Linked DNA regions of Mus musculus: regions 1 and 2 are each linked to region 3. Evidence: chromatin contacts called from public HiChIP or PLAC-seq data. All regions are on one chromosome and are shown on one strand. Each heading gives the region's core, a stretch centred on a gene start, on an enhancer-like site or on the middle of the called end of the contact. The rest is flanking DNA. Distances are from core to core; before and after follow the strand shown. Region 1 holds the start of Rap1b (RAS related protein 1b). Region 2 has its middle 20 kb from the start of Ifng. Region 3 overlaps Mdm1 (transformed mouse 3T3 cell double minute 1).

Region 1 (4,466 bases), core at 1,089-3,588, 320 kb after region 3:
AAAAGTGAGTCCATTCTGGGGGGCTCTATACGCTGATCATGATTTAATAAGAGATGCAATGGTTATCAGCCTAGTGAGATGATAAAAGTGTTTTGGCTTAAACAACGCCACAAACTCTGGCTTTCAAAGGAAAAAAGCAATTGCCCAAATGTCAAAGTGTTTAAAACAAAGAAAAAAATAAAACCAAAACAGCCCATTGGTAATCAGTACCCTGGCTCAAAATGTCAGTCTTTGAGACATGTCAAATCTTCCTTCAATAACTGATAAAATAGGGGACTGGAGAGATGGCTCAGTGGTTAAGAGCATGGGCTGTTCTTCCAGAGGTCCTGAGTTCAATTCCCAGCCATCACATGGTGGCTCACAACCATCTATAATGGGATCTGATGCTCTTTTCTGCTATACGTGAAGACAGAGTATATATGTAATTGGTAAGAGCAAAATGGAAATTGCAATTTATTCATGAATAATTGACAATACCAACAGATTGTTCCAAAACTTGCCTTTGAAACCGCCACTAAAATGTTGTTCTGAGAAAATAACAATTATTGAAATAGGTAATACTTAAGTAATACAAACCATGAAGCAGCTGGAAAACGCTGCTATCAAAAACTTGTCAGGGAGGAGGAGGGCTCAGCAGGACAAAGGGCTTGTTACCCAGGCAGGAGAACCGGGGTTTCCAGTTCAGTCCCCCTGCAGTCACATAAGAATCCAGAGTGGTGGGAATGGAGACAGGAGACTCCCTTGAGATTGGTGGCCAGCCACTCAAGCCTAATTGGTGAGGTTCAGTGAGAGACCCTGTTTCAAAACAACTAAGTGGAGAGCGACAGAAAATAACCTGTTCACCTCTGGCTTCTGTGTGCCCACAGGCGAGGGCACAAGCGTGCAGAAGCACACACAACTGTCAATTATGGGTTTTTTCTTTTTTTGTTGTTCTAAAGGTTGAACCTACTACACTCGGACACTTGCTAGACAAGTACTGGATCATTAAGCTATGCCCCCCCCCTTTTTTTAACTTCTTGAGAATCTCACAAAACCGTTTAGGTTGGCTTTAACTTACTCTGTGGCCTCAGCAACCTAGAATTTGCAAGGAGCCACCTCCTGCTCAGTCTGCAGAAGAAAGAGGTGTGCTCTTACAGACTGGCATCCTGAGACCCAGCTATAATTCTTTCTTACTCGCTCACTTAACTCAGGTTAGCGTAGTGGTCACGTCTCCATTTCTCTTCTAGGGTTCGTTAAATTTCCAGAATAATTTGTACAGGGAGGGCCAGCTAAATTGCCTACTCCTTTCAGTACTTTCCTCTCAAGTTTTGTTCATCAAAACCTTTTCCCTCGCTGGCAGTGGTGGCGCATGCCTTTAATCCCCAGCACTCCATACGTAGAGGCAGGTGTATCTGAGATGAAAGCCAAGCTGGTCAACATAGCAAGGTCAGGCCAGCCAGGACCACGCAATGAAGAGAGCGTAATCAGAGCAGAAACAAAGTCTTCCAAACAAAGCTCTGATAGCATGATTCTCATATTAAAGGTGATGGTGAGAAAATATTCTAATTACCTAGATCGATGTAAGTTCTTGTGCTCTTTGGAACAAGTCATTTTTGGACAGAGCTTTTCGGAGTCACATCATAGACTGACATCTATGAGTAATCTATAAAGTCATGAAGGCGCCCCAGGCATGCTCTTCCATGAACCAATTATTTTAATTCTATAAACTGTTCACTTAGGCACAGGCCATAAGCATGCTTTGGAATCCTCCATTCGCGAACTGCGTCTGGCAGGGTAATTTGGACAGCTGGCCCTGCTTAACACACCACAGGCTGAAATACTTGTCAAACCTAAAGAAAGGCCATTTGAAAAATGAAAAGCTGCCCTCGCGCTCTGGGAGTGGGAACTGCTGCTCTGTTACTTCCCCAGCACAAAGGACCACGCGAACACCGACGGTCTGGGGGCGTTGGCGACTGTGCACTCGGAGGCCCCGCGAAGGCGTCAGAGGTTTCCAAGCCCCTGAGCTCCCCGTTACCCGCTGGGGTCGAAACGGATGCGCTCCGCTGAGGCTGACACCGATTATGTCGGACAGCCCAGCCAGCGGGGGGCGAGGCCGACCGCAGCAACGAGACGCAGGGCAGGGGAGAAGGGCCACGGCCGGAGCCGGCGACCGAGAGCCGGGGCGAGGCCCACTGCGAGGCGAGCACGACGAGACCCCGCCCCCCTCCGCCAGGGCCCGCCTCGGCCCCGCCCCTTCCCGGGCTGCGCTCCTGCGCGCCCCGCCCGCGGGCGGAAGCGAGAGCGAGGCTGAACGCCTGACGTCAAGGCGACACCGCCAAACCTCGCCCAGAGTCAGGCGTGGAAAGCAGCCCGAGCGGCGGCGGCGGCGGCGACGGCGACGGCGGCAGCGGCAGAGACCGCCGTGGCGCCGGGAGCAGCGACCCGAAGGGAACGCGCGGCGACGGCGAGGGCGACGGCGGCGACCCGGTGACAGCGCGAGAGGTGGGCGCGGGGTGCGTGCGTGGCCGCGAGGCTGGCGGGGGGCCGGGCGCCGGCTGAGGGGAGAGGTGGGGTGCGGCGCGGACCGGGCGGGGCAGCCCGATGGCCCCCGCGGCGGCGAGGGTGGCCCGGGCGCGCGGCAGGTGGCTGGCGGGGGGCCCCCCGAGTCCCTCGCTCGCTTCGGCGGGGCGCGCCGCCTCGGGGCGGCCGGGGAGGAACCGCGGCCGCGGCGGGGGAGCAGCGCGCTTTGCGGAAGGGGTCAAATGTCTGAAATATGGCGGAGGAAGTGAGCGCCCGAGGAGCCCCCACCCGCCTGCCCGAGGCCCCCGCAGCCTTCCCCGCCGCGCCCCGCTCCCCGCCTCGGCGGTGGGTGGAAGTTAGAGCGGAAACCAGAAAGTTGTCCTCTGCGGACACCCGGGCTTCTCCCAGCCCGGGGCCGGGCGGGCGGAGCAGCGTCGCGAGGGGGGGCGGGGGGACCACTCCCCGGCGCCCCGCGGGCTCGAGCCTGACAGGGAAAAAGTTTGCCCGGATCGGGGCTGGCTTGCTTCATTTGTTGCGGGAAGTGGCAGGAGGAAGGCAGCGGAGCGAGCCCCACCTAGTCTGGCAGCCGCCACCGTGCAGAGGGAAAAAAAAAATGTTAAAGGGGCCTTTCCTTCGTCAGCAAGAGGAAATCTCTTTTTCTCTTGCAGAGAGAAAAATCCAGGAAGTTTGTCCTCTTCTCCTTTTTTTTTTTTTTTTCTTTTCGCCATCTCGAGGTGTCTGATTCTGAAACTGACTTATCAGCGCCGTGAATTTGGGAACTAGGCCCTCGGGATTTTCCTTGGGGTGGAGGGGGGCGGGAGGAGAAGATGCCTTTGGAAGAAACATCTTCGCTTAAGAGTTTTGAGCAGATGGGATTGCTTTCCTTTCGCTTGCCCCCTCCCACCCCCCAATGCTTTAGAAAGATATTTTGGCCCTGCGACTCTCGACTCGTGTGCATACAAGCACTTCTTTATTACAGTAATAGGAACTCACATTTTTTTTTTTTACTAAGTTGAAAGTTGACATTACGATGCAGGCTGGACTTTTCAATATTTTAAAAATCAATTGAGTCTCGTTGAAATGTTTGCTTTGCTGGCAGTGTGTATTAATATATACCGAGTGCCTCTAGCTTGTAAATTCATTTTTTTTTCAGTTTTCTTTTGTATAATTAGAACGTTGTCGAGACTTGCCTGAAAGGAGTTTATCTTAGCAAGAAGTAACTTAATTGAATGGAGAAATTCTTTTAATTTAAAGCCCTTACCACTCTTAAAGCCTGATATGAAGTCAGTGTATTAAGTCATAATAGAGTCATGGGGCTTTTTAGGGCCGGAAAGAGACTCTTTAAATCATCTGGTCCCACCCTGTCGTTTCATGAGGAGGAAACTAAGGCCTAAAATAGATAACCAATTACCTGAGTCTGCTGATTTGTAAAGCCGTGGTCTATCCATAAAGGACAATCCACAGGAAGCAATGTGACTTTTTTTTTTTTTTAATTGTGAATTACATCTTGGTAGAGATTATTGGTCCCATTATGCTCTCTTCTCCAAGAGTGCCATAGTTAGCTAAATGGTATGGAATACGTCAACCCCTTAGGTAGTTTCATCCCCTGGTTTTGGTTAGAGGAAGTTAATACTCCGAGGAGGAAATAATTTTAACTTAGAGACACAGAATCCCAAATGACAGTCTTGTTTGATATCCATACTTTTAATCTCTGTAGTACATTATATTCCCTTGTACTTTCTTGTTTGACACAGAAGTTCAGTGACCTTATCTGTGGAAGCTGCAAAGTAAAATCAAAAGGACATATAGTTGCTTGTGCTATAATGTATCGAACCTCAGATTAACATCTGAAGGGCCCCATGCTAAGCCGGCTTAATTTTTAGTCTGTGGTCTGGGACACAGAAATGATGAACGTGTCTTTCTTCTTTTTCTGTCTGTCTTACCACTGTTCTTTCCGTGGCTTGTAT
Region 2 (4,596 bases), core at 412-2,911, 290 kb before region 3:
AGTAGCAAACACCAAACACAAACCAGCAGCTGCAGACTATGTCCATTCAGCAGTCACCACAAGGAACCAACAAAGGTAGTTCAATCCATTAGAAATTGCAAAGCTCACCAACCAAGAAGAAGCCACAGAAGCAACAAGAAGCAGTTGGAACTTCCTGAGCAGTTCTTTGGTGAGTTTCTCTCTATGACATCACCACAAGCAGAACTCAGCAATGCAATGTAAGGTGAACCAATACATGTGTATTGTTAGCAAGGAATAGTGAGGGCAGAGCAAAGCAAACCAATGCCCCAGCTTCCACTGTCGGTGGGGTCGTATTTATCTATATTCCTTCATTATGAGTCTTTTCACATGTCTGCTATGGCAAAACATCCTTCCATCTGTGTCTGCTTCAGCAAAACATTCTTTCAGATGTCTGCCTTAGTAAAACATCCCTTCATCTGTGTGCCCCAGCAAAACATCGTTTGACATAACTGACTTTCCAAAGAAAACAGTAGTTTACACTTCAGCGTTGCCTTTGCAGATTGCCTGGCTCATCTCTAATGCTCTATAAACATTGGATAACCCCAAACACCCTGAAGTTTCTCCTTTAAAACTTGGTTATTTCAAAATCAAGTCTTCTGAACTTAAAGACTGTTCTTTGAAGGCATCAACATTCTTAGGATAAGTTACTCCAAGTTCTGCATCCAGTCTGTTTCCCCATGTAATATCAGTTCATCAGTTACCTTCCAACTGACAAGGAGAAGCAAAGAGAATACACTCAGCTCCAGGTTCTTAGTCACAAAAGAACAGGCCTAAATGAACCATCATGTAAACAGAGAAAGAGCTGAGTTCCAGGACAGGTAGAGGAGGGAAAAAAAGGAGATCCACCAAAATTAGTTAACTGATTTTTAAATGGAATTTAATAATAAAATTAATTGATTAATTAGTTAATTTTAAAAGGTTATGGGATAGAACATAGGACTTGTACTTTGAAATTTTAACCTAGTCTCTTTTTTCCTTCCAGCACCGACTTTCCTTTGAGATTCTCTCTGATCAGACCTGAGAGCTGAGCTCTCGACGTAGCCATCGCTTCTCTTGGGAACCACACATTTCCCTGTTACAGAGTGGCTGTTACAACAACTAACCAAGGACTTCCTCTCCTCACTTCAGAAGCTGCAGGAACACAAAATAACCATGGATAATGGGAGAACAGAAGGCAGCCCTGACTGAGACATGCTCTTCCATGAGTGAAAGGAGAAATGGAGGGGTGTGTGGAAGCTGCAGCCCAGCAGAACAAAGGACTGCAGGCCCTGCCCTTGCCCCGGTTTTTGCACACCAATTCTGTTATATCCCCTGCCTTTGCCATGCAAAGGAGACCTATTTCTTTTTTTATTTTTTTAAATATGTTTCTCTTACAATGTACTTTGATCATGTTTTTTCTTCTCACAACTCCTCCCAGATCCTCTCTACCACCCTATCCACTCAACTCTCTCTCTCTCTCTCTCTCTCTCTCTCTCCCCTCATTCAAGAAACAAAAAACGTCATAGAAACAAAAAAGACTAATAAGGGGGTAAAAAAGAAAACAAAACAGAAACTACACAAAAATACCACCGAGTTCATTCATGTTGACAGACTGCTCCTGGGCATGGGGCTTACCCTGGGGTGTGGTTGACCTAAGCCCTGCCCCACCCTCACTCCAAGCCCTCCCCCACTCCACCCACACCTCACCCTGTGACACTCCATTGAAGAATACAGGATTGCTGCATATGAAGAGTTCCTGAACTGTTGCTTTTTGGCTTCTTTGTAGAAAAGCAGGTGTCTGTAGGTATATGACCCAAACATCTGGGTCCTCTGTTCAATTTCATCGATCCGTGTGAGAGGCACTTATTCTTTTTTGAGATTCACTGCCCGGACATAAGTGCCCAGCAGGTGTCCGATTCCTCCCCACTCCTGACTGGCTTCCTTTTCTTTCAGCAGATGTGTATTGAAGAAGGGTGTGGCTTCTGGGCTTAAGTATCTGGATTTGATTCTTGTGTCTGCTGCTTACTAGCTGAGTGGTCCTGGGCTTCACTCTCCTCACTTGTAAAAGGAAAGTAGCAACACCAATCCCTTCGTGGAGCTACCTTGAAAGATTCATTACCATGCCTAGGCTTTCCACAGTAAGCATGCACACACACACACACACACACACACACATACACGAGAGAGAGAGAGAGAGAGAGAGAGAGAGAGAGAGAGAGAGAGAGAGAGAGAAAGAGAGAGAGAAACCTAAAATAGGTTCTGATGCTGACTCCTGGTTGGGTTCTGAATCCCTTGCTGACCTGCATCCGCCAACCCTCTGATCATTCTAGAAACATCTCTTTTCACTTCTGATGCGACAGCTCTCTAATCGTCTCTTCAGCCTCCCTGTTTCTCGCCAACTTTCCCCCAAGAAGAAGCAGAAATCAAATATCTAGCTTTGATCAAAACAGCTAGGAAATTTTTTTCTTTTCTAGACAGACCTGCAATCAAGATACTGCCTAAACCAAATATCTTCATGGTTTGACATTTGAGATGCAGCAGTTTGGGAAGTTGGGTGTGAATCAGGCCTTGACAATGCCATTCTGGTCTCATCTCTGAGATAAGGAAAAAAAGAGATGAAAATAAATGTTTCCACACTTTAGCATAGAAAATCCAGTCTGTGGTTTGGCTGGCACTGCCTACCAGAGCACTGAACTTCTAGGCGCTCACTCCCATGGTGTTACAATTTTCTTTATTTGCCGATCTGATGTTCAAAATAAAAACTGGTTTCCTTAGCAGCATTTGATTTTGATTTTTAACTGAAACTTGTGTGGTTAAGAACATTCCTATACTAGTCGGCATGTGACCTTTAAGCTACTTGTCAGGGAGAAAAACAAATCTCTTAAAGACAGAACTTTTTCTCTCTCAGCTCACTCTCTCCTCTTCAGAAACAACAACTCAAAGCCATACTTCTCACAGCTATGCCCTGGAATCAGCCAATTGTTTCTTCACTTCTCAGTTCCAAGAGAACTCTGGTTTCTGTACCATCACTGTGTGGCCGTCCCCAGCCAAAAAGTTTCAAGACTTGGCTTTGTGTGTGATCTGACCCTGGCTCACCATCAATAGGCGTGGAGAAGCAACAGATGGGTTGGGGGTAGCTGCAGATTCAGTCATGCACTATTTATCTTAGTTAGGGTCTGCTGCTGTGAACAGACACCATGACCAAGGCAACTCTTATAAGGATAGCATTTAATTGAGGCTGGCTTACAGGTCCATTATCATTTTGGTGGGAAGAGTGGCAGAGTCTAGGGAGGCATGGTGCTGAGATTTCTATATCTTGCTCCAAAGGCAAACAGAAGACTGGCTTCCAAGCAGCCAGGATGAGGGTCTAGAAGCCCACACCCACAAAGACAGTTTATCCAATAAGACCACACCTCCACATAGTGCCACTTCCTGTGTCAAGCATACTCAAATCACCACATTATTTTTATTATTTATTTGAGAATTCCATACAATGTATTCTAATCTTATCCACCCCCTGCTTGTCTCCCTAACTCCTCTGAGATACACCCCTATCTCCCCACCTCCTCCAAACTTCACGTCCTCCTTTTTCACTTTCAATTTAATTCATAATGTCCAATTTGTGCTGCCCAAATACTCACAGGTATGGGACCATCTGTTGGACATTAGTTAGCCTAACAGGGAATACAGCCTTGAAGAAAACCGACACTCCCTTCACCATTAGCCATCAAATATCAACAGCTATTCAGTTAGAAGTGGGGCTCTGGAGGTCCCTCCTGTTCCATGCTAGAATATTAACTGGCTTGATTGTGTTTGGGTCTTGTGCAAACAATCAAAGCTGCTATGAACTGTAGTAACCCAGTCATGTTAGAAAGCAATGTTTCTCTCTAGTTCTTCCAGATTTCTAACTCTTTCTGCCCCTCCTATGAGGTAGTCCCTGAGCCTCAGTGGGTGGGTGATGCAGATGTAGCCTGTATGGCTGAGGAGTCCACTGGCATTTACTCTCTGTACTTTGATTGGTTGTAAGTTTCTGTGACTTTTATCCAGACCAAAATGAAATGAGGTTGTCCATATCTCTTTAATACACACACATCAGTTAAGAGTCCAACAGCTTCATGCTCTGGATAGACAAGTCACCAAGTCTCAGGCATTGAGAGCACTGGTTGAAAGTCACAGGAACTTCAGGGGCGAGGAGCTGTGGTTTGTAAGTGACTCACGGGGCATCCTCTTTGCTCTTGCTTTCTCTGAGTTTGTCTTTTGTGCTTTCCTGATTCACCTCAGGTACCCCTGAGTCACGAATTAAACTAGAATTCATGGGAACGGCCATTTCTTTCAACAGCATGATGACAAACTGGCTTCACTAGATTAGCTTATAGATTGATCTCATCTTATGGTCTTGATCTCATGTAGACAGGGTCACACCTGAAGGTGGCCTTGGAGGCTGACCCCCCGAGATAAATTCCATCCATCTCAATGCTTTAGCCCTAATGAAACTAACTGTGGGGATTTCCTGACTCCTAAACCAGAGTTTCTAGCCTGCCATTTTCCAGTTACTTAGCACTTTCTACTCTGTTCATAGTGGCACGCTTAATGATC
Region 3 (3,979 bases), core at 124-2,623:
GGAGGACAGAGAGAAAGTCAGCTCCTGGAGTGGATGTGGGGCTGCAGAGAAGAGGAGAGTGTGCATCTGGGGGAAAGCTCTTACAGGGATTTAAATGTAAATGTTCACTCCTGAGTGTGGCTCATGAGATGCTAATTTAAACAAAAACACAAAGTCTCCAGGTTATTATTGTACCCATTTGGTCATATTGTACCTCTAACACATATGCTCAAAAATAAATAAATAAATAAATAAATAAATAAATAAATAAATAAATAAGGTATACTCAAGTCAGAGATGGTGGCACGTATCTAACACAAAGCAGAGGCCGGTTCCAGGCCAGCCAAGACTACAAAGAGAGACACTGTCACGGTGGGGAGAGAGTGTTTCTAAAGAGAGCAGAAAGCTCCACATAGGGACTCAAATGCAAACAGCAAATGTTTGGTATAGTCTCAAACTACAAGCCATCCAAAATGGCTTTGCCAGTGGTAAATTTAAAAGGAAATAGCCACACCAAAAGCACGAGGGATCTCAAAATTATAGGTGAAATCCAGAGAAACAGTTTCTGAACTCTGAGTCACTGCTGCCTTGAGGACCAGGAAACACCAGACAGACAGACCCATCCCTTGGTACCTGCACTGGTTTCAGATGTGGAAATCTGTCCAAACTCATCAACACAGAATAGCAACAGTATCCGCTTCTTAAAGCATGCCCAGATAAAAATTGATTTAAAGCAAATTCAAGCCCACAGCTCCTTCTGCATATCAGGAAACTTCATGGCCTGTTCTTGTTACTAAGACTCCAGGAAAAAGCCAGAGGCTATTTACCTCAGGTGAATTTTGTTCCCTGATTGTCCTTGGACATGATCTCACGCTACCGTGTTAAACATCTCCATTCAACTTATAAGATATGCTCCCTTTTGTTGGATGTCAGATCACAGCTACAGAGCACCATCTGGCGAAGGGACATGTTGAGTGTTGTCTTCAGGGTGTCCTGAGTCTGGATATGGCCCTCTGCCTTGATCTCGTGCTTTCCCAGATATAATCCATCGTGCCAGGCAATTGTGCTTCAATTGGTCTGCCCTGAGAAAGGGCGGCTGTGTTACTATTTAGTGTGTCTTCCTAGTGTTGATTTACACGGTTTTCTGAGCTCAACCTTCCTTGGAGCATCGCTTTCCTTGTTACGCTTGTGTACTGAAGTACACTGACCCTGAGGTTGTCTCAGCCTTAGACTGTAGTCAGCCTCATCCTTTAAGGTCTTCAGAGCCCCCACCCCCACCCCCACTCCCCGGTCTTGCAAATCGATCTGCATGGGTCAGCAAAGGTCAACACCTGCTAACAAAACATACCCTTCACAGGCACGACCCCAGTGAGCCGGCCTCCCTTCTGGTCTCCTCCTTCTCCGAATCCCCCGAATTCCGAATCGTTGGAGCTATTAAATGGCTCCAACCTTCCAACACACAGCATCTGGGGGACCTTCATCAGGCAGGATGGCACCTGCCTGTAATTCCGAGGCTCAGGAGGCTAACACAGACGGTCATACTGGATCGTGAGTGAGCTTGAGGGCAGTCTTAGACACGGAGAGACCCTCTCTTGATCAAAAAGAAGAAAACCCAAGCCATTTACAGGAACCACTACAGAGATTGTGTTTAACATGTTTATGAAACCCATTCTTATTAGAAACTTTAATTTATCCTGATTTGTAAACAACAGTTAAATATCTCCTGCAAAAGGAAAACAGAAGCATCAAGTTGGTGTTTAAATTTTTTAATGAATCTGTTTTTAAAACCTCGTATTTGTGAAAAAAAAAATACTGTAGACTCAGTTTCACTGCATTTAGCAGCTGCAATAGTAGTATAATTTTTGATTAAGCAGTTCTAATAGAATGCTTCTAGAAGATATTTATTCCACATGATAACTTCCTGAAGAAGCCAAGCACACTTAATTTTCATTTTTAAATGTCTACAAAATTTTAATTCTCCATTTCACAAATCATTTTTCAAAATCTAGACATTATTCAAATGTATGCCAGTTATTATACAAATAAAATACATAAAAAGATCAAAAATATACATATTCTCTCAGCAAATTTTGTTACATAAATAAGAAAAATATGTACAGCCAGCTTTTCAAAGTCCAATCATCTTAACACTGCACCTGTGTATACAGAAGGCGCTAATAAAACAGTGAGATTCTTTTCATGACACCTACAGCTATTAAAATGCCTAAGACCAATCTGAGGGGAAATTAAGTTGGAAGATCTTAATGTTGACTTCATTTTCTCCCTTTAGAATATTCTGTAGATGACCTTCAGGCTTCTACTAGCAACCCCCGAGACCTGACACAAAAGTCAAGAGTGTGTGAAGAAATACACAACCCCGCACCTTTGTACTCAGACAAGTGCAAAGGTGCTCTCAAAGAGTCAGACTTAGACACAGCTGCATGGCAATTTTCTGGCTAAGATGAGCCACTGAAAATTCAAATTATCTGAGTCAGAAGTGTTAGAAGAAACTCCAAACCCTCTGAAAACCTTAACACACTGAGTGAGTAAAGATGAGCCAGCTTGTCACTAGATAAGATGAGAGGTTTATGGCTTGCCCCAGAAATTCTCCTTTCTTTTCTGAGCTCGGGCTAGAGTCTGGAAAGCCCGGAGGCTGGAAACTGCAGAGCGAGCAGAGATCTCAGACAGTCTATCTGCATCTGTAATGAGAGAATCCCAGGATTACATCCATGTAAATCATCGTAAGAACAGGACTATGCGGAAAGTGCCACTGCCAGGGAATGCAGCCATCGAGACTTAATACTGATGCTGTCTATGAGGAAACAGGGAACCTGGGAGCTCATCATCTTTCGTGGCCGTTTCCCACGTTTATCAGAGGTCAACATGCCAATGGAATGGGAAATTTTTTACATCATTGGAATCCCATAATGTCATTAATTAAGCACAGCTTCTGATTGCCATATTATCAGGGAAGCCATCCTACTTTCATAAGTACAACTATTTGGAGCAAAAAAAAGGTTTTCAATTTAAAAAGCAAAATGCTGGGGCTGGGGAGATGGCTCAGAGGCTAAGGGCACATGCTGCTATCCCAGAGGACCTGAGTTCAACTCCTCGCATCCACGTTGGGTGGCTCACAACCACTTGCACCTCCAACTCCAGGGATTCCCTGCCTCTGGCCCAGGGCACCTGCATACATGTGCACATGCTCTCACACACATGTACACATGTGCACATGCTCTCACACACATGCACACATGTGCACATGCTCTCACACACATTATCAAAAGTAATAAAAATAAATCTTTTCAAAACGCTATATTTTAACATGGTTTGTTATATCATTTTTTTAAAATCTCCCTAAATGTAGGGGGAAAATATCTGGCACTATGCTACCCTTTTCAGTACTGAAATTCCATATGCTGAGTGAGCAAACCCACCACATAGGTATAAAAACTGTTATTTGTCATCCAGACCAAGCAGTAGTGGATTCAAAGTGGCCAGGTTTGTATTTCAAAACATAACTCGCTTTCTAGTTCTCTGAATAAAGAGCCACAAACTTACTAACTAAAAGAGAAAAACTTTCTAATGTACTTAGCATGCAATGGAAAGAGCATTAAATTTAAATTTATTTCCGAATTCAAAGTCAATAAATTCAGGAATGACTGGCACTTCCCAGATTACAGCCGTGCTTCTCAGGACGGGACAACAGTCACTGCGATGCTTTACCTCAAGACTTCAAAAGGCCTCCTGCCCAATCAAAAAATCTGACAGGATGAGGAATATACAGGAAGAAGTGTCTATTTTCATCAATTACACATATTTTTAGAGATGAAAAATGATAAGAATATACAGGCTACAGGTACATCAGGCCAGATTCTAGACAGACAGCAGACAGAGCACCTGCTGAAGGGGAAAGATGCCCCCAGCACACAGGGGACGCCTGTGTCACACAGGAAGGACTTCATCCTTATCTTGGGATCTCAAGGACCTAATGTGGGGC

Evidence for each region. HiChIP or PLAC-seq counts read pairs in DNA pulled down with a chosen protein or histone mark.
Region 1: an H3K27ac HiChIP or PLAC-seq map of embryonic stem cells shows a contact between it and region 3, with 2.3 times the contacts expected there. The contact joins the promoter of Rap1b here to the enhancer-like site in region 3. A contact is called at or near these places in 1 of 39 promoter capture datasets (the C10 cell line), 1 of 15 datasets of contacts at CTCF or cohesin (the NIH/3T3 cell line), 3 of 115 datasets of contacts at active chromatin or transcription factors (bone marrow-derived macrophages, embryonic stem cells and extraembryonic endoderm stem cells) and 3 of 9 other capture datasets (adipose tissue, liver and pancreatic islet).
Region 2: an H3K27ac HiChIP or PLAC-seq map of embryonic stem cells shows a contact between it and region 3, with 5 read pairs. The contact joins two enhancer-like sites. A contact is called at or near these places in 1 of 484 Hi-C or Micro-C datasets (cortical neurons), 7 of 115 datasets of contacts at active chromatin or transcription factors (CD8 T cells, SST interneurons and embryonic stem cells) and 1 of 9 other capture datasets (embryonic stem cells).

Annotation. Positions count from the first base shown.
Region 1 is chr10:117,843,846-117,848,311 of GRCm38.p6, reverse strand. Rap1b (RAS related protein 1b) reads left to right here and starts at 2,338. Exons shown (of 8, transcript NM_024457.2): 1 at 2,338-2,481.
Region 2 is chr10:118,458,541-118,463,136 of GRCm38.p6, reverse strand. No RefSeq gene overlaps it. Among named protein-coding and RNA genes, the nearest start is that of Ifng, 20 kb to the right of the region's middle. Within about 2 kb of position 1,661, at least 20 of the 459 cell types and tissues checked have an H3K27ac peak or open chromatin away from gene starts, as enhancers often do. A contact at or near this core is called in embryonic stem cells, where this site is marked.
Region 3 is chr10:118,166,750-118,170,728 of GRCm38.p6, reverse strand. Mdm1 (transformed mouse 3T3 cell double minute 1) reads right to left here. Exons shown (of 14, transcript NM_148922.3): 14 at 1,730-2,678. The coding sequence ends at 2,566. Among named protein-coding and RNA genes, the nearest start is that of Gm40775, 20 kb to the left of the region's middle. Within about 2 kb of position 1,373, at least 9 of the 459 cell types and tissues checked have an H3K27ac peak or open chromatin away from gene starts, as enhancers often do. A contact at or near this core is called in embryonic stem cells, where this site is marked.